Linked DNA regions of Mus musculus: regions 2, 3, 4, 5, 6 and 7 are each linked to region 1. A link is a contact called in public ChIA-PET, HiChIP or PLAC-seq, Micro-C and promoter capture Hi-C data. All regions are on one chromosome and are shown on one strand. Each heading gives the region's core, a stretch centred on a gene start, on an enhancer-like site or on the middle of the called end of the contact. The rest is flanking DNA. Distances are from core to core; before and after follow the strand shown. Region 1 holds the start of Hdac4 (histone deacetylase 4). Region 2 holds the start of Capn10 (calpain 10). Region 3 holds the start of Erfe (erythroferrone). Region 4 holds the start of Ilkap (integrin-linked kinase-associated serine/threonine phosphatase 2C). Region 5 holds the start of Ube2f (ubiquitin-conjugating enzyme E2F (putative)). Region 6 holds the start of Per2 (period circadian clock 2). Region 7 holds the start of Dusp28 (dual specificity phosphatase 28).

Region 1 (2,843 bases), core at 229-2,728:
CCATCCTGATGAAACTTCTAACTGGGTGGCATTTTGCATTTCCAATTATAATGGAGTAATTGTGTTGCCATAGTGACTGCAAAATTCTGCAATAACTTTTGCTGCCTTGTAACTGCTATAGTGTATATTTGTGTACAAGCAGCTGAGTTTTCTTAATTCAACCTCCTTGCCTCTCCACAAGCACTACACCTACCTACACCACCACCACCACCATCACCTTCTTTCTGGGTGGATTTTGAAACCACTACACTAGCTTTCATCAAGCCGGTCCTGAAATAATGCACGGAATTATCAGAAGCAATTAAAACTCCTGGCAACCTCGATCATATCACGGAGGAAAAACCGAAACCAGGTCAAGGTGCAAGCCGCCAGCATCCCCCTAGCCCCAAAGTGCGACAGGGCCATGGCTGTTTACACGTTAATACTCGCAGGCCTTAAATGCTTAGGTGGTTTGTGGGAACAGACAGAAAAGCCTGAGCAGAGAAAAGCAGGGAGGCAAAGTGACTACACAGGCCTTTCCTTCCTCCCCGGGCAGGCAGAGTGGCTCTCGGAAAGCAATTAGGTAGGTCTCTACAGTAATGCAATTAGGATTTAGTTAAGAAAGTCATTAGTTCTAAAATAACTTAAGTTTAATTTCTGCGACGCTTTATTTGAAAATCGTGTCACAGCAGGTCAATTTACAGCATGCAATAACCAAAACACTGCTATCAGCGGCTGCAAGTTATTAACAAATTCTCGGTGTGCATTAAAGGAGAACACGGGTTCCACACCCGGCCTTTCCGACCGACTCCCGCTGTGTGAGCTACAAGCTGTGCCTTCGGAACCCTCGCTCAGGGTGGACACCGGTCGTCTCCGGGGCTAGCGCAGCTCCTCGCCAGCCCAGCGACGGTCCGGGCCCGGCCGCGGCCCCCGCCCCGCCGCCCGCCGCCGCCGAGGGGCGTTTTCTGCAAACTCACAGGCTGACAAAGTTACATAAACGCCCCGGCCCCCGCCCCCGCGCGCCCACCTGCCCGCCCGCCGGCGCAGGCCGCTCTCCCGCCCGCCAGCCCGCGGCGCAGGGCCCCGAGGCCTCGGCGGGGCCGGGCGTCCACCTGCCGCCAGCAACCGGGCGGCGCGGACAATGACGGCCGGTGGCTTACCGCGGCGGCGGCGGGCCGCGTCTAGCCCTGCTCCGGCGCTCCGAGCCGCATCTCCTCAGCCTGCGCCGCCGCCGGCGGGCGGGCGGGCTCGGGCGGCGACGGCGACAGCAGCCGCGTTGAGCGGGCCGGGCGTGAGGCGGCGCGGCGGCGGCGGCGCGAGCAGGCGCGCGGGCTCGGGCTCGGGCGGCGGCGGGGATGGTGCTCCGCGGCAGCGGCCCCACAACCTCCCCTCCTCATTCACAAAAAATTGACCCACGTTGAACCATGATGCTGCTCCCCCTCGAGCGCAGAGCCGCGCGGGGATAGGCCGCGCCCTACGCCCGTCAGGCGCCCCAGCCCCGCCCCTCCCGTCGGCGGCCCACCAGCCATTGGCTACAACGGCTTTGCGTCACCTCCCCCCGTGGGCGCCGCCCCCTGCCTGGTTTCTAATGAAGAAAGCGTCAATTACGGCTCGGCCCCGCCTCCAAGAATTCAGCCGCCCTTCCATTGGTCCGAGAGTCCTAAGTCCGCCCCACAATAGCCCAACAGCCAGCCCCGCTTCGCGGGCGCTGCGAAGGGGCTCCGCCTTCGTCCGCCCTTCTCAAAAGTTCCAAACCCCATTGGCTCCCAGCATTGTCAATTCTAATGAGCGGGGCGTACCGAAGACTCTCCAGGCGCCCGCTCTGAGAGCTTTTGCTGTTTTAGAAAGAGCAGGGAGCTGGTGCGCGAACTGATTGAAGCCGTGGACAGACCTCCTTGGCAGCCCGCGGCGCTGCCCGGGTCAATACAGTGTGCCTGAGCGCCTGTCTCATGCTCTAAGGGGGCGCGGAAGAGCACAGACTAAGGCGAGGGCCCGGCCGGGCCTGGCGGCAACCTCCATCTTAGGCAAGGCACAGATCACGTGGGCTGCGTGCGGGGGACGCCGAGCCCAGAGGGAGTGCGCAGGCGCGGCGGGCCCCGCCCTGCCCCGGGGCAGGCGCGCCGCTTGGGGGTGCGGCTGTGACTGTGGGGCCTTGCGTGGCCGTGGGAACTGGGGGTTCTGGGACCGCTGCTGTTGCGGAGGTGTATTCTTGGTTCGCCGCCACGGCGTCCCGGTTTGTTGGGACCACCCCTTCTCTGAGGTTCTTCTAGACCTGGGCCAAGCGCCTATAATTGGCGTTCACGAATGTGGATGGGCGTGAAAGGCCATCCTTCTGGCTCCCTTGGGTCCATTTCCTTTCATCAGGAGAGTAGTGCAATTTCTCATCCTGTGTCCATGATATTTCCAGAATCCCACATCCAAAACGAAGACAAGAGCATCTGGTCCACCCTACATGGCCTGACCTAGGATGCTGACCTATTTACTAGGCCTTGCCTGATAGGAGTTGAGTAGAGATTTAATAGCATTTTTGTTCCATGACTGGGGGAAAATTGAAGGTAAAACAATTCGCAAGAAGCAATAGATTCTTTTCATTATCTCAAGGTAATACTGAGTTAGAAAGCTTCATTCACTGGGAGAAATTCATACTCTAGGATAGCTCAGCTGTGAAGCCAAGGGATGAATTGTGGAATAGAAAAGAGCAGAAGAAAATGACCGCACTTAGGAGTGCTAGTGCAGCTGCTTATAGAAAAGTACACTACCAAATTTACATACAAAATAATGCAGGATCTGCAGCCTGCTAACATTTAGATGAAACATGAAGTTCAGAAGTACTTGAAAGGATAAAGACATGCAATAATCACAGA
Region 2 (2,935 bases), core at 63-2,562, 750 kb after region 1:
GAGCCAGGAAATAGCGCCCCTCCTTATGGAAAGCGCCATAGGTGAGCAGAATAAACCCTTTCCTCCCCAAGTTGCTTTGGTCATGATGTTTCGTCACAGCAACGGTAACACTAAGCAGCTTTTCCTTCCAGATTCTGGAGGTCAGGCTCTGCCCGTGGCCCAGCCCTGGATATGGATGCGGCCTTCAGGAGCCGTTCTCCTGAGCTAACCACTCATATGAGACTTCTGGGGGTGAACCAGTTTGCATAACTCTTGAGTCGCGGATAACTTGTCACAATTACTCAAGACTTCCTGGAAAACCGAGTCCAGGCTCTTAATGATTCAACTATAGTGCAGCTTTCAGCCCACCAGTCAGTCCCCTGAGTCGAAATTAAGTACTAAATGAAAAAGCATCCCAAAGAGATGTTGGGCTATGTGGCTACTCCTTTTTTTTTTTTTTTTTTTTTTTTAAATAACCTCAATAAAGAGTTAAGTGTCTTGCACCTCAAATCATGGCGCTGAAGCCTAGTGGAGCCAAGGTAACTGTGTCATGCCACAGCAGTAATTGCTGCTGATGCAGGAGCAGCCCAGCCTCTCACTGGGAGAAGGAGCAACTGTCTAGACTCTGAAGCAGCAGGTTATGGGTAAAAGCTTGGCCTGGTTGTTCCTCTTTAGGCAACGGGTACTTGATCTACTTAACTGCACAAACCGCATTTCCTCTGACTACCTTTTATCCAAGACTGAGAAAAAGGGGCCCAGAGGAGGGAAAAAATATCAGAGCAGCCCTAATAGGTGGCAAACTGCAGTCTACAAGGTGTGAAGCCTCGTCGTCTCCCTTCCTGTCTATGAAGCTTCTAGTCTTGATGAAATACATTTGGAGAAGACACAGAGAACAGTCCTTGGCTGATTTGTGTCCTTCCTGGGACCTGGAAGAGTAGGCACCAGAAGGAGAGTGTCCTGTCCCTGACCTCCTCATGGCATCGAATAATCGTGGAGCCGCAAGTCCACGTCCTGGTCACCATCCAGTCTACAAAACCATAGCCAGGCCATTTAAGGCTTCAAGGAATGCTCCAGCCGCATTCCCTGGCCGCTTAGGATCCAGAGCGTCTGAAGCCCAATCGTTTTGAGACAAATGCCCGACCCCGGCAAGTTTCAACCCCAGTGACACCTCTGCCTCCCCAGAACAACGCAACCACCACCGCGACGGAAGGATAACAACGCGATTCGCTGAGCCACTTCCTCACTGGCTCTTTCAGAAGACAGGGAGGAACCACCGCTTTGCCAAGTTCCTGCCTCACACCGGAAGGAGCGAAGCACGCTGGGAAGTAGACAACGCCTGTGATCAGCGACGTATGCTGGGAACGGCGCTGCATGCTGGGATAGCATTGACAAAGCGATCTAAACCAAAGTGACTTTTCAGCTTCCTGTGGTCACTGAGACTTCGATTTCAAGTGGCTACAGCTGCGTTGTCCCGAGCACTAAAGCATACGGACATCAGGCTAGCACTGCCCAGTTAGAAACGCGGGGACCACGCCCTCGTGCGAGAGCAGAACCTACCAGTCCTGCACGGTTCTGCGCTGCAGCTCGTGCGTGATTAGGCAGCTCTGTCATATGACGCAAGCACGGCTCCTGGTTGGCTCCAGCCGGGTTACCTAGACAACGGAGCTTGCGGCGCTAGGCTGCTCTGCACCAGTAGGTCTCCCGGGCTAAGCAAACACGGTTTGCAGTGAAGGCCGCGCACTCGCTCCCGGGCGGCGACCGAGTCCACGGGCCGCAGATGGGAGCCCAGGGCGCCGAAGATGCGGGCGGTCCGGGCCGAGACGCCGGCGCGGGAGCTCTTCCGGGACGCGGCATTCCCCGCCTCGGACTCCTCGCTCTTTTACAACTTGTCCACGCCTCTGGCCCAGTTTCGGGAGGACATCACTTGGAGACGACCCCAGGTGCAGCAGGGTCTCTTGCCTGGGCGGGTGTTGTGGATATGTTTCTCACGGAGATGGACCCCGGGGTTAGCAGGACCTCGCCTTCAAGCCTATTCAGAAAAGGTGATAGCCAGCCCTGAGAATTCAAATGAGGAGGACAGAAGCAATCGAAAGGCTTGTCTTTTAGATGTTATCTTGGGGTTTCTACTAAAATACACTCCTACCCAAAGTCAGGTAGTAGGGAGCTGTTTTGATATTAAGGGATTAGAAGCAGTATTTCCAGCACCATCCCACCACCTAAGTTTTGTCGGGTGTAATTCAGCGCAATCTTTCTTGGCTTTGCACTTTGCTCTACATTTCTTCTAGTAGCTTTAGGGTATGAACACCAAAAGGTAGCACAGAACACGGGGAGCGTTGTGCTTAACAACTGGGAAAACCTAAGGAGCTGCTTTTCAGGGCTCCCTTAAATGGCACAGGCAGGTGGAACTATGTATTGTTATTTTAGCGTCCATGCATGCAACTCACAACAGTGTTACCCCTCATAGCCAGAAAGGGCTGTGGTAGGAGGGCTTTGGTTTTTTTGGTTTTTTTGGTTGGTTTTTTTTTTTTTTTTTTTTTTTTTTTTTTGCCTTGTTGCAGCTTAAATGGATGGATTGTTCAAGCCTAGTGTTTTTGTTGGTGTTTTTTAGACGTGGCTTATCAGCAGAAAGACTACTGGGGGACAGCCTGTCCCACATGCATGTAGTGCTAACAGTGACAGCTGGCAGGGTTCCAGGCCTTGTGCTGCCTGCTTGGCACAGTGGTGTTGATAAGCATCCTGGCTTTCTTGAGCAACACTGAGAGGCAAGGGAAAGAAAGAGCCCTGTTGGCCATGCCCTTGGAGTTTAGGTTTTGTTTTTACTTTAAACAGGGGGTTTCAGAAGATGTGCCTAGTCCTACAGTGACTTGATGTGCAGGGGTGGGTAGTGATTGTGTGTGTGTTGGGGAGGTGTGGCACCCAGAGTGGGGCTTCCCCTTCTCAGAAGAGGAATGTTGAG
Region 3 (2,994 bases), core at 417-2,916, 810 kb before region 1:
CCCTCATTTTCCTCCTTTGTATGTTAGGGACAGTCACGTGATCCGAGTACTGATGGTCCATCCACGTTCAAGGCATACATAGCTAACGACACCACTGCTAGCTGCAGGTACTCTTGAGGCCGCACAGCCAGTCAGCCTCAGGCAGGCTCCCACTGTCTTTGAGTAAAGGGAAGATTTCATGCCCATGACCTCATCAGCCTACAGCCTTCCTTTGAAGAAAGAGGGACACGGAGAAAGCTTGGCTCATTGAACTGCCGGGAAGCTGGGTCAAGGCCATGACATGAGGTCCCAGGAATGAGGATTAGATTTCTGCCATGCAAGAAGGCACAGGGAGGTCACTCGCTGCTCTCCTGCCGGGCCCGACTCACTCAGAATGTTCACTCAGACCCAGGCACCACCACACTCAAGGGTCCCACTTCTGAATCAGAGATGCCACTCCTTTGAGGCTGTGGACCCTATGCTTAGCGCCCTGTGAGCTTTGCCATGCACTCCTGTCCTCCTGAGGACCTTGCTTTCAAACAGGACCCTGCAAACATGCGGGAACCTTTCCTGAATGGCTAGAGCTCTGGGGCTATGCGCCTGAACTGGACCGCGTCATTACCTTGAGCTAGGGTCCAGGAAGCCATGCCAGTACCAGAACTATTTGGATCTGGGCCCTCTGGAAGAACCCATGACATCACTAGGACAGTCCGTTGTTTGGGAAAATAACTACTTTCACATGGCAACAGATCTGGTTGTCAGCGCTCCAGCTGGGGCCCTCACTGTGAACAGAGCAGGGTCACTTGATATCTTAGGGTCATGCTTCCCAAATCAAGTCCCTTCTTTGGACTCCCTCTTCTAGCCTTTAAGGGCACCTGGACGCACACAATTTAAGATTAAAACAAATCAAGCAAGCAAGCAAACAAAGGAAAAAACAAAAAACAAAACAAAACAAAACAAAACAAAAAAAGAAACAAAGAAACCCAGGTGTGCTGCTTTATCTACAGCCAATGTAATGACAGCAGCTCAAGGCAGCTAGGCCTGCCTCTCTGGAGGAGAACCACCCAGAAAAGGCCTCCTCGCAGTTCATCCTTTAGGATTTGCCACATCTGTCCTGGTTGAATGCTCCGTGGTGGGCAGTGGGCAGCAGTCTGAGCTCCATCTGCCTGGCTTAGGACATCAGAGGGATCCGACCTTTCAGCCAGACTGGGTCAGTTCTCTGTAGCTGCTAGTAGCAGACTCCGTAGCTGGAGCCTGAGAGGTGCCAGCTGTGCAGATACATCCGGGGTGGGGAAGAGCAGGGAAACCTTAAAAGTGCTCCAGGTTCCCCAGCTTGAAAAGGAGGAGCCATAAGGGCTGCCATATTCTCAGGTACTCAACTTGTCATTAAGGCCTGGAACCATGAGAAAAGAAGAGACCCGGGGCGGGGGGAGGTCCTAAGAAGACGTGCAGAATGGTGCAGTGGGTGTCCTTAGAGAAAGGGGGGGGTGTCTTAGAAAGCCTCGGGTGCAGGGCTAGGAGAAGAGAAGCTAACCCTGGGCTACAGGCAGCAAAGTGGAGGCGTGCACGGACCGGATCGGGCGCCCGCCTCCTCAGGGTCCCCTGTGCCTGCAGAGCGTGCCCTAGCCGCGAGGGGGCGACGGCAGCGAGGGCGGCGCGCGCGAGGCGGGGGATTCAAGCGCGTTATAAGGCGCCGACCTGACCAGCCGTGCTCTTTACTGCCGCCGCCGCCGCCAGCATGGCCTCGACCCGCCGCCCCGTCGGAGCTCGCACGCTGCTCGCCTGCGCCAGCCTACTCGCCGCCATGGGCCTCGGTGTCCCTGAGTCCGCGGAGCCCGTGGGGACTCATGCACGCCCGCAGCCGCCCGGGGCCGAGCTGCCCGCCCCGCCAGCCAACAGCCCGCCGGTAAGACGCAGCCGCGCCCCACATCTTCCTGTCCCGGGGGGCCCTAAGACGGTGGGGAAGGTGGCACCCCTTGCTGCGCAGTGTCCAACACTGGGGATACGTCGCTCTCAGGGGCTCTGTGAGACCCAGGGTTGGGTGGATGCGTCCTCTGTACCGTGGCTTTGGCGGCAGAACTCCACTAGGCCAGTAGGAGAGATTGGGAAAGGTGTGAAATGCAGTTAACTTGCTCCTCGTGAAACTGGAAGACTGGTGAGAGAGCGGGGCTCCCAGATCTAGTTCCTTTTTGTTAGGTGACTGCGTCTGGGAAAGGAGTGATGTAACCAGGCTCTGCCTGCGATCCCTCCCAAGATCTCCACCTGAACTGCTGGGGTGGAGACGCAGGCTGGGGAGGGTGTGGCTAGAGGCCTGGGGAGGGTGGATTGGTAGCCTTCATTGGAGCTGGTCAGTCCTGTTGGTGAGAGTTCAGGGAAGAATTTCAGGGTCTAGTTGATCGCTCATGCTGTGGGCCAGGCACAAGGAAACCCCAGGCCAGCGCGCTCTTCAGTTCTCAGCACCCCAGGGGCCAACAAAACATCCACTAAGACAGCTGGAGATGGTTACAATACCTCCCTCTGCAAGGCATCCCTGGGTCCTTCCACCATCCCATTTCTGCCTCCTTTGGTGGGAGTAAACATGTCCTTGTTGTCTGAAGCCTCCCCCTGACCCCCAGCCATCAGCCTTCAAAACTTTCATGAGGTCCAGACATAGTCACCAGGAAGTGGGGAGTAGGCTGGACCTTCCCAGTGGAATGTTGGCCTTGAACCCTCTTTGGGAGGGGCAAGGTGTCACCAGTTCCCTGATAGCTGGAACCCAGCTCCCACTCCAACTCCTGGGGCCCCTGACCAACATGGCTCCATGTATTTTCGGTGCTGCCCTCAAGTTGACAGTGGTGCGAGTCTGTACACAGGCCACCGGTCCCCTGGAAGGGTCAGTACACCTGTTCTGACCTATAATGGAAGCACTGCACTGTGAGTGTCCACTGAGGGCATCAGACAGCAAGAAGCATAGAAGCCTCCATCATCCTGACACAGCAGCCTGGCCTGTGACCCACAAGACCCCGGTTTGGGTAG
Region 4 (3,101 bases), core at 22-2,521, 780 kb before region 1:
AGGTTTTAGGTCATGTCAAGAGAGCCTTGACCACGGAGAAGACCCAAAATAACTTTGGATAAAAAGCAATAGGGACTACTAATGATGACAGATTTCTAGGCACATCTGGCAATCCAAACTCTGGTCCGAGCACATTCAGACACAGGTTATACTCCAGTGACAGATGCAAGGCTGCCTGTATGAGGCCAGCTTTACTCACAACTGTAACGGTGGTTATCTTCAAAAAGCATGGCTGAATCAAACTCAGTCTCAAGGCCTAGTTACTTAGAAGCTTCTGTACCATCAGAGTGGTTGGTGGGGGTACGTAACGGTGCCACTACCAGGAACAACTGCAAAAAGAGGACACTACAAAGCATCTCAGGAGTCTGGAGGTGCGCAGGTTAAAAACCAAAGCACAGGTGTGAAGAGGACAGGTCAATACCTTCTCATAACCCCAAGCTCCAGCATTCTTCCATGCTAGCCCGTCCCGCTCTGCCAAGCTGGAGATCTGAGCCCTCCCACTTTTGAACATTGTTTCCTTGCCTAGAATCTCTGGAAACCATCAGCCGAAGCCCTCGCTAAAGGCCGCCTCCTTCCCAGGTCTTTCTCACTAGTCTTCGGGTACCGTTACTCCGGACGCTTGGCGTTTCCCACGGTTTTTAACCTATGCCTCTGCGATCAGAACTGAACTCTCTGAAGGCAAAGGCTGGGTCCTCTTCACCTTCCTATTCCGTGCCAAAGACCTTCCCAAAACGTGGGCTGCAGACGCCACCCCCCATCCCCGGCCTCGGTTATCTAGCCGTAGCGCCCTGCATTGGCTGTGCAGGCGCCCCGCACCAAGGGGCTGGAAGTCGGAAACTTGTTAAGTTCTCGGGGTTTCCAGGACGCAAACAGGCCCGGGACCAGGACATTCCGCTGGGAGTCTTGCTGTAGCCAAATTAAAGCCAGAGTGCCCCGACCCTTCGGCGCGGGACTTCGTGCGTGTGCCACGCGAGGCCTGGACAGGGACCGCGCGGTCGCTGCGGCCTCGGGAGCCACAGGCCGAGACTGAGGCGGCGGTGGCGCGAAGATGGCGGAGGCAGCGCATCCCGGCGCCGCCCTTTTCCCCCGCGCCGCTTACCGGCAGATGGCCGCGGCGCGCGCTCGGGCTCCGGCAGGTCCCCGAAGAGGTCCATGGCGGCGGGGCAGTGGAGCGGAGGCTCCGCGCTACCCTGGGCGGCGGCGGCGGCGGCGGCGCCGTCACTCACCGCGGGAGACCCTGCCAATCGCGCGCCGCCCAGCCGCCGCCCCAGAGTGCTACGCGCGGGGGCGGGGCGGGGGTGGGCTGCGCAAGCGCACGGGCGCTCTTGGCCTGGGCATTAGGTCCCGTGATAAATTGTTATGGCGTTTCCCCGGAAAGAAGGGAGGAGTGGCGCCGAGCCTGACATCCAGACAGGCTTTTGGCCGGAGAGGCGGGTCTGCACCTGTCCACTGTTCCCTGTGTGACCGAGCAGGCAAAGCACCTTCTGACCGCCCGGGAGCAGGATGGCGCCCAGCGGGGTCTCAGCTGTCCCACTGGGATAGAGACCAGAAAAAAACACCATCACTGGCCAAGCCACAAAAGTGACAAACATCCCTCATCTCAGCCACCAAATTTATGACGCTTTACCAATTACAAAGTTGTGTTGTGTATTTTCCCTGGTCTCAGAAAAGAGCCACTCATGGAATTAATTCCTCTTCCTACCATACAATCCACAAAGACTTCACTTCCTTAAAGGTACCCAAATTTATTGACTACACACCCCAATCCTACCAGCCCTTTCCAACACCACCTTACCTGTTTTTTTTGTTTGTTGTTGTTTTTGGTTTTTTTGCCAGTGTTGTGTGGACTTCTTGGTGCAGTAGGTAACAAGTCATTGCTTCCTTGCAAATGTAGACCAGATATTCTCTAGCTGCAATAGGTGGATCCACCCAGCTGACCTCCAAGCCACTGTTTGAAGTTTTTACTGCACTCAGACAGAACTGTCTCTTCCTTGACAGATGTAGGATTTTGAAATAACAGCACTTTGTCTTTTGTCCATATATCTCATACACTTCTCAGCCCATCCCAACTTGATATCACTATGTTTTTAAAGCAGCTCTTGCTAAGTGTCTTAGGGTTTCCATTGCTGTGAACAGACTCCATGACCTAGGAAACTCTTATAAAAGACAACAATTGGGGCTAGCTTACAGGTTTAGAGATACAGTCCTTTATCATCATGGCAGGAAGCATGGCAGCATTCAAGTAGGCACGGCGTTGGAGGACCTGAGAGTTCTACATTTTCATCCAAAGGAAGCCAGGAGCAGACTTTCCTCAGGCAGGTAGGAGGAGGGTCTTGAAGCCCACCCCTAAAGTGACACACTTCCACCAATTAGATCACACCTCTTCCAACAAGGCCACACCTCCTAATAGTGCCACTCTGAGGGCCAAGCATATTCAAATCACCACACTAAACTTGATTTCCCACTCCTGCAAATAGACTCGTCGGCCACCATTCCACATGAATTCTGGCAGTGTTTGCCATGTGGCCTGTCTTTCCCTCATATGTATGGACATCTCTAATCATTACTCCATCTCTACCTGGTTTACAGCTCAACTTCTGGCTGCTAAATAAAATCTTTTGTGGAGACAAGAACTTGCTCAGTAGGCCAGGCTGGACTTGAACTCACAATGCCTCTACCTCCCCAGTGCTAGGACTATATATAAATCTCTGTCACCACCCCTGGCAATTGGAATTCTGACCTGACCCTAAGTTCTCTTCTGTTCTCTTTCCCTTCATAATCTCCATGCACACCAGGCTTGAACTGCTGCACCTTTGGACATGACTCGTTAATTTTCCTACCACCAATAGATCTCTGGGTTCCACTAAGTGCCAAGAACGGGTTATGGGTAATCACAGTACCTCAACTCCCTGACAGATTTCATTTTCTCTCCTACAAATCTTTTCCTTAGTCTGTTGCTTGACTTAAGATACTTGGGCAGAAAGCATGGCAATAGGAGTATGTGATAGGGGAGGGTCTTCAGTTCATGATGTATAGGAAACAGAGTGGAAGGACATCAGAAAGGGACCAGGATAACATAATCCAAAATGACAAGTTCTCAG
Region 5 (3,151 bases), core at 622-3,121, 930 kb before region 1:
ATCTGCCTCTTCAAGCCCTTATCTTTTCTCACCAGAACTTTGCACAAACTCATGCAGTACTTGCCCAATAACACTGGTTCTGAACACCTGCCATGGGTCCAAAGAAGAGCGGGGAGAGCAAGAGGGGGTGCCGGGGTGAGGAGCCGTAAGAAAGTGCTGTTTAAGCTTAGGAAAACAAGACAAGCGTTAGCTGAGCAAAGGTGTTTTCCTGAAAGAATGAGGCAGCTTGTCATAAAGAGTTCACTTGAGTACTATAATGGCTATTCCTGGTTATCAACTTGACTATATCTGGAATGAACTACAATCAAAATTGGAGGACACACCCGTGATCCAGATGTTAAGGCTGGAAGACACAAGTTTCTGATCTGGATCACAATGAAAATCCCTTAATATAGAGAGACATTCCATAAGCTCTGTGACTCTAGAGGACGCTGATTAATACCAGTACCATCTCTTCTGTGTTTGCAACCTCCCTTAGATCAAAAGCCTTATTTGTTTGTTTATTGAGACAGGATCTCACTATGTAGCTCAGGTTGCCCAGGAATTCACTATGTAGACCAGTCTGGCAGGTCTGCCTCTGCTTCCCCAAATGCTAGAATTAAAGCCGTGTACCACTAGGCCTGGCTGCCTTTTACCCTTTCTATCTGTGCAGGAGTGTGTATCTGATGGAAGCTTGAGCGTGTGTAGCCATGTGCCACATGGGGTGGTCAAAGGATAACTTTCTTCCACTTTTTTGTTTGTTTGTGTTTACAGGATCTCATTGAGTAACCTTGGCTTGTTTGGAACTCTATGTTATCTAGGCTGGCCTCCAACTCCTATGTGCAACCCAGCTCTGCGGGGGATCTCTTCCCCTCAATGGAAGTCAGGGTACTTGGTCCTAATCTGAGGACTCCTCTGCCTCACATCTTCCCGAGTTTGGAAACAGGTCCTCATGCTGACAAACGCTTTACTCCCTGAACCCAAGTGCCTCATTTCAAAAGAAATCTTAGGGTCTAGGGTGTGGGGGGAGGGGGGAGACGGGGGGGGGGGGGAGGCGGGGGGAGGGGGCGGGTAGCTCAAAGGTAGTGCTTTGCATGTGAGACCTCCTGAGATTCATTCCCCAGAATTGCTAAGAAAATCACTGGAAACCTGACGCTCCTTGTTCTTTTCCACAGAAAATATCCTCTTTCCAAGGCCCTACCTCTCTAGGAGTCTTGCCGAATTCTCTCCCAAAGTAGGCTATCTCCAGTCCCACAGGGACTGAGAATGCATACCACACGAGCTGCAAGTAGGATGCTGCACATGGAACCCCAAGGCCTCAGGAGGTAGGGTCTCTCTACATATCTCTGGCTGTCCTGGAATTCACTATGTAGACCAGGCCTTCCTCTTGTCTCTGAGCGCCGGGACTGAGGTATGCGCCGGAACTCCCGGCCTGAAGTAGATTTTTAAAAGTGCATATAGGAATATGAGAAATTAAAAAAATAAGGAGCAGGAAGAGTGTCCTCACACCCAGCAGCCACCTCTAACTATCCCATGGCCTTAACGCAGCTGCAAACCGGTCGGATTCTTTGCGTTCAGGAATGGTGCCGGGCACAGGAACTTAGCTCCACCAGCAGGCACTGCACTAGTACGATATTCCTAGGGAAGCAAGCCGCTAAATGAATGGAAACAAACCGGAAGGCCGCTAGGCGGTCGGGGATGCTTGCGCTTCGGTGACCAATCAGCAAAGGTCTTGACACATGGCCCACCCTCAGGCCGTGCTCTTCACCAATGAACGAGGGCCGACTAGTTGACCTGTGTATGTCCTGTGACTGTCCACGAGTGGAGCTGCCAATAAAGTTCTTTTGTAGCTTTGAATTTTTTTTTTAAAGTGCCCACTGCGGTCACGGCGCAGTCCCCGCCCCGCCACTTCCGGTCTCGCCGCCGGGAGCCGGTGCGGCTGTGAAGGCCAGCGCGACTCAGTGCCGCTGCTCCGCCGGGCATGGTTTTGGGTGCCGGCTCGCCTCGCCTGACTCGCGGTGCTCAGGTAAGCTGGTCGCGCGGGCTGGACTGAGGCCGAGGCTCCTGTCGCCGAGCGCCAGGCCGGACCGCGAGGTCGGCGGCTGACGGGAAGCGCTGGGCGGGCAGCGAGCCCCGGCGGCTCTAGAGGGCCGGGCCGAGGCGGACCCCGTGCCGCCGCCCGCAAGGTCACGGTGCGGAGCTCGGGCCGTCCGGGAGGCCGAGGCCGAGGCCGCGGCGGGGAGGCCGCTGCCCCTGAAGGGAAGCGGGAGGTGGACGCGGCCCGCCACGGCGACGGCGGGGAGGAGGGGCGGCCGGCCCGCCTGGCCCGGTTCGGTCCCTGACCCGGTTCCGCGGCGTGTCACCCGGGGTGTGGCCTTCTCCTCGGCCGGCTCAGTTTCCTCCGTCTCCGGTGGGCATTGGACCCACTCCTCGGCGCTGCCGGTGGGTTGGAGTTGCTGGGGAAGGCTTCCCGGAGGGGCTCTTGGCCTGTGGGTAAAAATCTGCTCTCCTTAAGAACCTAGTCGGGCTTGGCGGTGAAGGGAAAGAGGGCATCCCAAGACCTGGTTATCAGATTGAACCGAAGGTTCCAGAAATGAGCAGGGTGGTGTTGAAAAACAGTGAGGTGGCTGGGCCTGGTGCCGAGGCTTCCTAGCTGTTTGGGCCGAATGTGGGGAGCTGGGCAGTAGGCAGAGTCATAGGAAATTAAGGATAGTGATTGTGGGGAGCTTCAGGAACAGAATTAACAGGAGTACCTGGACAAAATTAACTTGATATTCAGTACCCAAAATCAAAGATGAGCTCCAGAAGTGGTCAGTCAGTAAGCCTGGCAGGTTAGATACCCTTGGACACTCATGCTGTACGGTTTAAGTCCCGATCTGTTTCTTTCAGCTTGGAAGGTTAAACGGCCCTAGTGGCCCCTAGTTCTCTTAAATGGCTTAGATTGGAGCTGTCAGTGAGGAGTTAGCCTCACTGTGAGCCAACTGGCCCTGCATAGGTCACACCAGCCTGATTTCAGCACAGCACATAGGAATGCTGAATAAACATGACTTGATGAGACTGGTAAATAACAAGTTGCAGTCCTCTTTGGATGCCCTAAAAGTTGGTCCCACCCAGAGGAGGAACTAACTGGGCCAAATACAACTTGTGGAGTTGGAAACTGAGCATGCTGTTC
Region 6 (3,289 bases), core at 765-3,264, 720 kb before region 1:
GGCTCTCTGCACCCACTTGTTCTCCCAGGAGTCTGGTGCTAAGCAGCTTCCCACAAGCATTGGGTGAAGAGGGTTCCGCAGGGCTGTGGGCTATGCGTTTCTAGTCACTTAACACAGTCATTTTCAAGGGTCACTCCAATATCTAGTGAGGCTCTTTCTTCTTTCTCCATGCTCAGCCATTCACCAGCTCCTCAGAGCTGGAGCCGGGGGTCCACTGAGATTGGAGGAAATTATACCATTATAATAGGCTCCCATACCTCTCAGGGTTTTCTAGGTTTGGAGTTTGAGAGAGGAGCTGTATAAATATCAGGAACCTCTCCTAGTTCATTTAAGCACAGCAGCTACGTCTCACACAGGGACGTTATGTGACACCAGCAGGGTTTCACAAACTTCTCACATCTTAGTTAGGCAGGTGCCTGAGAAAAGGGTCTGCAGATACAGAACTCCAAACGTGCACAGGGCCAGATCTCAGAGACTGTCTCAGATGAGGAAACTGGAGCCCAGGGTAAGCCGAGGTACCCAGTAGCTGCCAGCTGGCTGATGCAGGGCTCCCTCATTGCTCAGTACTCCAGCCTCCACACACAGCCTGAGCTGCGCCACTTATGTACCAATGAATCACACCAAGATGACAGTGACAGATAACTGCAGCCACCCACAGTACCATTCCATTCGGGCACACTGTACAGCTACCATTAAAATAAAGGAGTCCCTGGCTTTCTTAGATTCCAACAACGTACACAAAGTGGTGCTTTCCATATCTTAAAACACACACACACACACACACAAAACCGACTTTTTTAAATTAAAGCCTTGAGGCAGACAGACTCTGGTTATCAGACGAATCCGACCTAGACTCCAGAGACTAAGACAGAGTGGACATGCTTCCCTTCAGGTTTGCACCTCTGGTAAGCATGTGGACCAAGGAGGAGAAACAGATCCTGAGACTGCCAGGCCTGGTTTTTACAGTGGTACAGCTTGCCAGCCTGTGGCTGTGCCTCTTCAAGCTAGGGGTTACCCTGGATGATTTCCAGGGAGCCTTCTGGCTCCCTTGTTCCGTATGAATCAGCTTTCCAAACTGGTTCCTTGTGTATACGTTACAGAAACCCTGGCAACCAGGGTTCTTGCAGAAGAAGCAGGCCACCGCCCACCTCTTGGTCCATGTCTGTGCTTGGCAGCCAAGGTATGTCTCAAAGGATGACGATGTGACTGCTCCAGCTTAAGAGTGGACCTCTCCCCCCTCTCCTGACATACTCCCAGTCCATCTGGAGACAGGAAATACTGGCGTGGAGGATGCCACGGAAATCAAAGTGGGTGGACAAAGTGGTCTCCCTGACATAGGGGCGGGGAGGGGCAGGTGTGGCTTGGCACTGGGTATTTCTCTGTTTAACCCCTTTCCCACCGCTGGGAGTCAGTGCCTACCAGTGGTCCTTCCCCCAGGGCCAGACTTGACTCTCTGAACTCATAGCAGGAAGCCAGCTCCTTAGGGGACCCTCTGGACCCATCCTAGGAACAGTTTGCACTGACCCTGGCTTCCTTGGACAGCACCATGGGAGTCGGCGTGCTCAGTCTGGTGTCGTGATCACTCAATGTCTCTGTGTCCTCGGACAAGATGCCTAACTAATCTCTCCGACCTCAGTGCCTAACCTGAGAAATGGGGACAGCAGTGTGAACCTGGAAAAGGGTCACCGCGCAGTTCCATCTACATTCTGCCGAGTTGCAGCCGTTTGCACAGTCGGCAACTCCTGGCTCAGGACCCCAGCTCCAGCTGTCCGAGCCGCCGGTTACGTAAGACGACCACGGCCGTCCAGGTCCGCGCCACCGCCCAGCACCGCGCCACCGCCCAGCGCCGCGCCACTCACCGCTTCGCCGCGTCAACCCGCGCGTCTGTCCCTTGCTCGGCCCGTCACTTGGTGCGCTCGGCCTGCGCCGCAGCCGCCCGGAGCCGCTAGTCCCAGTAGCGCCGCTGCCGCCGCGTCGCCCTCCGCTGTCACATAGTGGAAAACGTGACCGCGCGCGCTGAGCCCGCCCCTGCGCGCGCCATTGGTCGGAGTGCCACCTCATTTGCATACTGGCGGGGCGGAACCTGAGAGCTACGCTCATCAATTGGTGGAGACGCCCGTCGCTCTCTTTACATAAGACGCACATGGAACTCCATGTTCGCCGCCCGGGTTCCTCAATGAAGATGCTGCGCGCTCTTGCGCCCCCCCGCGCCCGGGCGAGTAGGCTCGTCCACTTCCGGCCTGCGGGACTTCCATTCACCTGGCACGGCGGTGGCCCGCTCGTGCAGCCCCGGAGTGGCGCGTACCACTGCGGCGCGGGGGAATGGTGCTTGGCCGCTGCGCAACTCACAGCCGGCAGAGACCAGGGCCACCGGCCTATCACCTGCGACGACGTGACCAGCCTCGGTAATCCGAAGGACCGAGAATGCTCTCTGCTGACACCTTTCGCTCATCCAGCCCAGTTCATTCATTTCCCCTCTCATTCATTCATGGCGAGACGCTTGAGGGCAAATAGGACGGCCCCTCTGGATCTGCTGCTGAGCACCTTCCCAGGACAGGCTGGGTGACCCTAGGACAGGCCCCCCAGGCTGACCGTCATTCCAGATGGGCCAAAGCACAAAACTCCCACTTAGCCTTTCTTGTTTCTGAAACTGCGTGTTGCTAGTTAGTGTTGATTCAGGAAATAAGGTCATAATTGCCGTGCAGAGATACAAAGGAAAGAAGTGATTTCTTCCTGCCCTCAATCACATAGGGAGAGAAGACTGACGTTCTACAGGGAAGCTTAACCAAATGCGGTGGTGTAGTTTATTAACCTTACAGGAACTATGGAAGCGGGGTGTGCATCTGGAACAGCAGGGCTTTTCTGAAGTGGAAGCTACAGACACTAGCTAGTCAGGGGAGGGTACTCCTCCAGTGATAGGACAGCCCTGCCCCTGTGGAACCTTGGTTGAAGCTATTTGGTTCTTTCAAGAGCACTGTCTGGAAGCCTACTAAAGCGTTCAGGCTCCTGTCCAAAGGGTCAAAGGAGGGAGTAGAAGTTTCCTCGGAGCGGGTTTGAGGCTGACAGAGAACAACCTAAAGACTCATGCAAGGTGTGATGGAGAAGGCAAGCTTGTCACGTCTTCCAAGGGTAAAAAGGTCATTTGTCATTGCCAGGGAACTTGAAGCCTAGTAGCATCCACTACTCTGAATCTTCCCCTGGGGTGTCCTAGGAACCAGGAATGGAAAGGAGGCAAACATTAGCAACAGAAGTCTGCTAACAAACTGAGCTGCTGGTGTACACAGCCGGC
Region 7 (3,218 bases), core at 116-2,615, 730 kb after region 1:
TGAGGTGTGGCCTGGTTGGGAAAGTATGTCACTGGGGGAGTGGGGCTTGTGGTCAAAAGCACTCCGAATTCCCAGTTAGCTAGTGGGAGTTCTCAAGCAATTTGGAGCAACCTGAAGCCACGTTGCCAACCCTGGCCATTCATACTTAACTCAGTCCCTTTGAGGTTAGAACCATTTTCTGACCACATATTGCTTTCCTGTCCCAGTAAAGTCAAGTCAGTTCCTTCCTTAGGAGGTCAAAAAGGTAAGATAGTTGCTGGTAAGGCCTCCTCCACCTGGGCGGGCAGCCAGGCAGACCTGGATGCACAAGAGGAGGAGCAGACTACAGTCATGATCTGGGCATCACCAAGACCTAGTAGTAGGGAGAGAGAGAGTAGTCATATTTTTTTCATTTTGGCAAGATTACTGAAGATTGGCTAGTGGGGAATGTAAGGAGTAATTGAAACTGACTTCTAGTTGCAAATCATAGCCATGAAAGTGAAACCAAAAGTTTTCACTATTATAACAAAATTGAAACTGAAATTAACTAAATATCTAGGGCTGTGAGATGGTGAAACTTCACAAAAACTATCCTCTAAAATCCTGGACATCAGAAAAAAAAAATTGACTCTCATAGACACTGTTTCTATTTCTAATTTTTAAAATTATTTTGTGAGTGCTTGTGTAAATGAAAGCCCCCCCCCCCCCCCCCCCGTGTAGGTCAGAAGACAACTTGCAAGAGTTGTGGGTTCCAGGAATAGAAACAGGGGTCATGAAGCTTAGCAACAGTTGTTGCTTTCACCCACGGAGTCAACTCCACAGACTCACTAAATATTCTAAATAGCCTTTGGGAAGTCACAGTACTGACCCAAACAACTAACGATTAAGTTTAAAAGAAAAATAAAAGACTGGTCAATGAAGACACAAATTCAGTGGTAGTTTTATTGTATATGAACCTTTTTTGTTTATTTGTTTCTTTATTTTTCGAGACAGGGTTTCTCTGTATAGCCCTGGCTGTCCTGGAACTCACTTTGTAGACCAGGCCTGCCTCTGCCTCCTGGGATTAAAGTGCTGGGATTAAAGGCGTGCACCACCACGTCCGGTTATGAACCATGTTTTACAAAGAAAAAAATTGAGGGAGCCAAGGGGCGATTTACTAGAAAGCATTTAACGAAAGGGAATAGAGCTGCAACTGACCTGTGGCCTGCTGTCCTGGGCAAAGGGCCAACCCCTTGACCCTCACCAAAGAGGCTAGTCACCCGTCTAGACCAAGGCATGACAGGGCCTCCCTGTCCTGCAGCCAAATCGCCAGCTGCCGGCCCTGCCCACTGTCAATTTAGCCAATCCTGAGCCGAGGACAGGAAAGGCTCCGCCCAACGAGCTGGTGAGGTCGCCTCCTAGAGGCAACCCCGCAACTCGCGGCCCCTAGATGGCCCTAGGGTCGCAGGGGTTATGGGCACCTCGGAGGCTGCACCGCCGCCTTTCGCGCGCGTCGCCCCCGCGCTCTTCATCGGGAATGCGCGAGCCGCGGGTGCGACGGAGCTGCTGGTGCGCGCGGGCATCACTTTGTGCGTCAATGTCTCCCGCCAGCAGCCCGGGCCGCGCGCGCCCGGAGTGGCGGAACTACGCGTACCCGTGTTCGACGACCCAGCTGAGGACCTGCTGACACACCTGGAGCCCACCTGTGCCGCCATGGAAGCCGCGGTGCGCGACGGCGGCTCCTGTCTCGTGTACTGCAAGAACGGCCGCAGTCGCTCAGCCGCCGTCTGCACCGCCTACCTAATGCGGCACCGCGGCCACAGCCTGGATCGCGCCTTCCAGGTGCGAGCGTCCAGGGGCGGGTCTTCCGGGGCGGGTTCCAAGTGGTTCTTCCGGGGCGGGCTCCACCCTTCACACGCGGGGCGGAGCCTCTGCACCCTGTACTGTCCATCGAGTCTCTCACCGCAGCTCTCTTGATTACAGATGGTGAAGAGCGCCCGCCCGGTAGCCGAGCCCAATTTGGGGTTCTGGGCTCAGCTGCAGAAGTACGAGCAGACCCTTCAGGCCCAGGCCATCCTGCCCCGGGAGCCCATTGATCCGGAGTAAGCCGACTGTTCGGCTGCTGGGTGACCAAGCGTCTATACTGAAAGGAAGTGTCCCTTCCCTCCTTTTTCTATTAGGCAGCTGGCTTTGGGTGTTGCCCCATCTTGATGGTAGTACAGGAACGTCTACTGAGTAGGAGGACTTCGTTTATTCATCATGTTTGGACCAAATCCAAACCAGCACGTTTTAGGTAGAGAAATTGAGTGAAGGATAGTCTGGGAAGCCTACGAACGGTTGATAGCGAGTGATAGATCAGAGTCCTAGCTGCCTACTCCAAGGGAGTGCCTGGGTTTGTAGGCAGAACCTATCTGTCTCCTGAACTTCTGGTCCCTTAGAAATGAACATAGAGTCTCCCAGCAGGAGCTCATGGGCCCACCTTTGGCTTACAGCTGCTGTGCCATGGAAGGGAGGCCGTGCAGACTGCAGCTGAGCGACTGCGGCCGCCTACCTCCCACCTCGTTTCTTAACCTGTATCAACATCAACGCCTGACCTAGCGTTGCCAAGCTACCATTATGTCCTGTGCGCTATCTTCCCCAGCTGGTTGGCAGGCCCATCAGTTGCCACCTTGTGTTGATTGCTCTTGTAGTTCAGACACAGCCTCTCTTAGACATCTGCTTCCATCAGAGCCCTGCAAATGTAGCCACGATTTAAAGTAGTAGTGGGTGGAAAACAAAGAACCTGGGCTCCGTGTGTAAATTACAGAGGTGTGTCCACTGGTTGTTTAATCGGTGAATAAATAAGTGAATAAAACCCCCGAGTTGCTCTTTATGGTTTCCCTGTTCTACTCCCTGTTCCTGTGGAGCCTGAGCGGTTAGTCAGCATCAACTTCTTGCAGGTCATAGTCTGTCACCACCCAACACCCTGTTTTGTCCCCTGAAGAGCCTAAAGGGTTTGGTCATATCTGCTTCTATGTGTAAAGACATATTGGGTCCTCAGGTGGAGGGCTCTCCCTTAGAATAAAGAATAAAGGCATCTTACTTAGCAGAACTCAATGTTAAGGGGATGTGAGGTACACAGTTTGTGGTCAAGACTTGTACGTCTTGTGGGGAGCACCAGTCCTATAGGAGTGAATGGATGGCACTATCCATTTCAGGACTGCTGCACTCGCTAGCTGATCTGACCACTGAGCTTCCTCTCCCAAGTCCCTTAAAGGAAC

What was found. Promoter capture Hi-C pulls out the DNA fragments that hold promoters and counts their contacts. A called contact is a pair of places that touch in the nucleus more often than the background predicts. ChIA-PET counts read pairs in DNA pulled down with a chosen protein or histone mark. HiChIP or PLAC-seq counts read pairs in DNA pulled down with a chosen protein or histone mark.
Region 2: an RNA polymerase II ChIA-PET map of memory CD8 T cells shows a contact between it and region 1, with 15 read pairs. The contact joins the promoter of Capn10 here to the promoter of Hdac4 in region 1. A contact is called at or near these places in 6 of 39 promoter capture datasets (hippocampal neurons, liver, neutrophils and 2 more), 3 of 484 Hi-C or Micro-C datasets (the G1E-ER4 cell line, embryonic stem cells and regulatory T cells) and 2 of 115 datasets of contacts at active chromatin or transcription factors (extraembryonic endoderm stem cells and memory CD8 T cells).
Region 3: a contact with region 1 is called in an H3K27ac HiChIP or PLAC-seq map of large pre-B cells, with 4 times the contacts expected there. The contact joins the promoter of Erfe here to the promoter of Hdac4 in region 1. A contact is called at or near these places in 6 of 39 promoter capture datasets (cranial neural crest, hippocampal neurons, liver and 2 more) and 1 of 115 datasets of contacts at active chromatin or transcription factors (large pre-B cells).
Region 4: a contact with region 1 is called in a Micro-C map of embryonic stem cells, with 4 times the contacts expected there. The contact joins the promoter of Ilkap here to the promoter of Hdac4 in region 1. A contact is called at or near these places in 2 of 39 promoter capture datasets (liver and maxillary cranial neural crest), 3 of 484 Hi-C or Micro-C datasets (CD4 T cells and embryonic stem cells) and 2 of 115 datasets of contacts at active chromatin or transcription factors (astrocytes and pancreatic cancer cells).
Region 5: a Micro-C map of embryonic stem cells shows a contact between it and region 1, with 5 times the contacts expected there. The contact joins the promoter of Ube2f here to the promoter of Hdac4 in region 1. A contact is called at or near these places in 2 of 39 promoter capture datasets (cranial neural crest and liver), 2 of 484 Hi-C or Micro-C datasets (both in embryonic stem cells) and 2 of 115 datasets of contacts at active chromatin or transcription factors (memory CD8 T cells and pancreatic cancer cells).
Region 6: a promoter capture Hi-C map of pre-B cells shows a contact between it and region 1, with 3 times the contacts expected there. The contact joins the promoter of Per2 here to the promoter of Hdac4 in region 1. A contact is called at or near these places in 14 of 39 promoter capture datasets (the 3T3-L1 cell line, 3T3-L1-derived adipocytes, the C10 cell line and 9 more).
Region 7: a contact with region 1 is called in a Micro-C map of embryonic stem cells, with 4 times the contacts expected there. The contact joins the promoter of Dusp28 here to the promoter of Hdac4 in region 1. A contact is called at or near these places in 3 of 39 promoter capture datasets (cranial neural crest, liver and pre-B cells), 10 of 484 Hi-C or Micro-C datasets (CD4 T cells, the G1E-ER4 cell line, embryonic stem cells and 3 more), 2 of 115 datasets of contacts at active chromatin or transcription factors (embryonic stem cells and memory CD8 T cells) and 1 of 9 other capture datasets (liver).

The regions. Positions count from the first base shown.
Region 1 is chr1:92,178,863-92,181,705 of GRCm38.p6, forward strand. Hdac4 (histone deacetylase 4) reads right to left here and starts at 1,479. Exons shown (of 27, transcript NM_207225.2): 1 at 1,396-1,479.
Region 2 is chr1:92,933,096-92,936,030 of GRCm38.p6, forward strand. It overlaps Capn10 (calpain 10), which reads left to right and starts at 1,313. Exons shown (of 12, transcript NM_011796.2): 1 at 1,313-1,919. The coding sequence starts at 1,779. 9430060I03Rik (RIKEN cDNA 9430060I03 gene) reads right to left here. Exons shown (of 2, transcript NR_015525.1): 2 at 431-2,008.
Region 3 is chr1:91,364,764-91,367,757 of GRCm38.p6, forward strand. It overlaps Erfe (erythroferrone), which reads left to right and starts at 1,667. Exons shown (of 8, transcript NM_173395.2): 1 at 1,667-1,885. The coding sequence starts at 1,718.
Region 4 is chr1:91,397,552-91,400,652 of GRCm38.p6, forward strand. It overlaps Ilkap (integrin-linked kinase-associated serine/threonine phosphatase 2C), which reads right to left and starts at 1,272. Exons shown (of 12, transcript NM_023343.3): 1 at 1,100-1,272. The coding sequence starts at 1,154.
Region 5 is chr1:91,248,433-91,251,583 of GRCm38.p6, forward strand. It overlaps Ube2f (ubiquitin-conjugating enzyme E2F (putative)), which reads left to right and starts at 1,872. Exons shown (of 10, transcript NM_026454.4): 1 at 1,872-2,005.
Region 6 is chr1:91,457,314-91,460,602 of GRCm38.p6, forward strand. Per2 (period circadian clock 2) reads right to left here and starts at 2,015. Exons shown (of 23, transcript NM_011066.3): 1 at 1,860-2,015. Gm35591 (a long non-coding RNA gene) reads left to right here. Exons shown (of 3, transcript XR_003948694.1): 3 at 1-457.
Region 7 is chr1:92,905,624-92,908,841 of GRCm38.p6, forward strand. Dusp28 (dual specificity phosphatase 28) reads left to right here and starts at 1,366. Exons shown (of 2, transcript NM_175118.3): 1 at 1,366-1,800; 2 at 1,942-2,997. The coding sequence starts at 1,432. The coding sequence ends at 2,064. It overlaps 5033417F24Rik (RIKEN cDNA 5033417F24 gene), which reads right to left. Exons shown (of 2, transcript NR_138578.1): 2 at 2,755-3,218.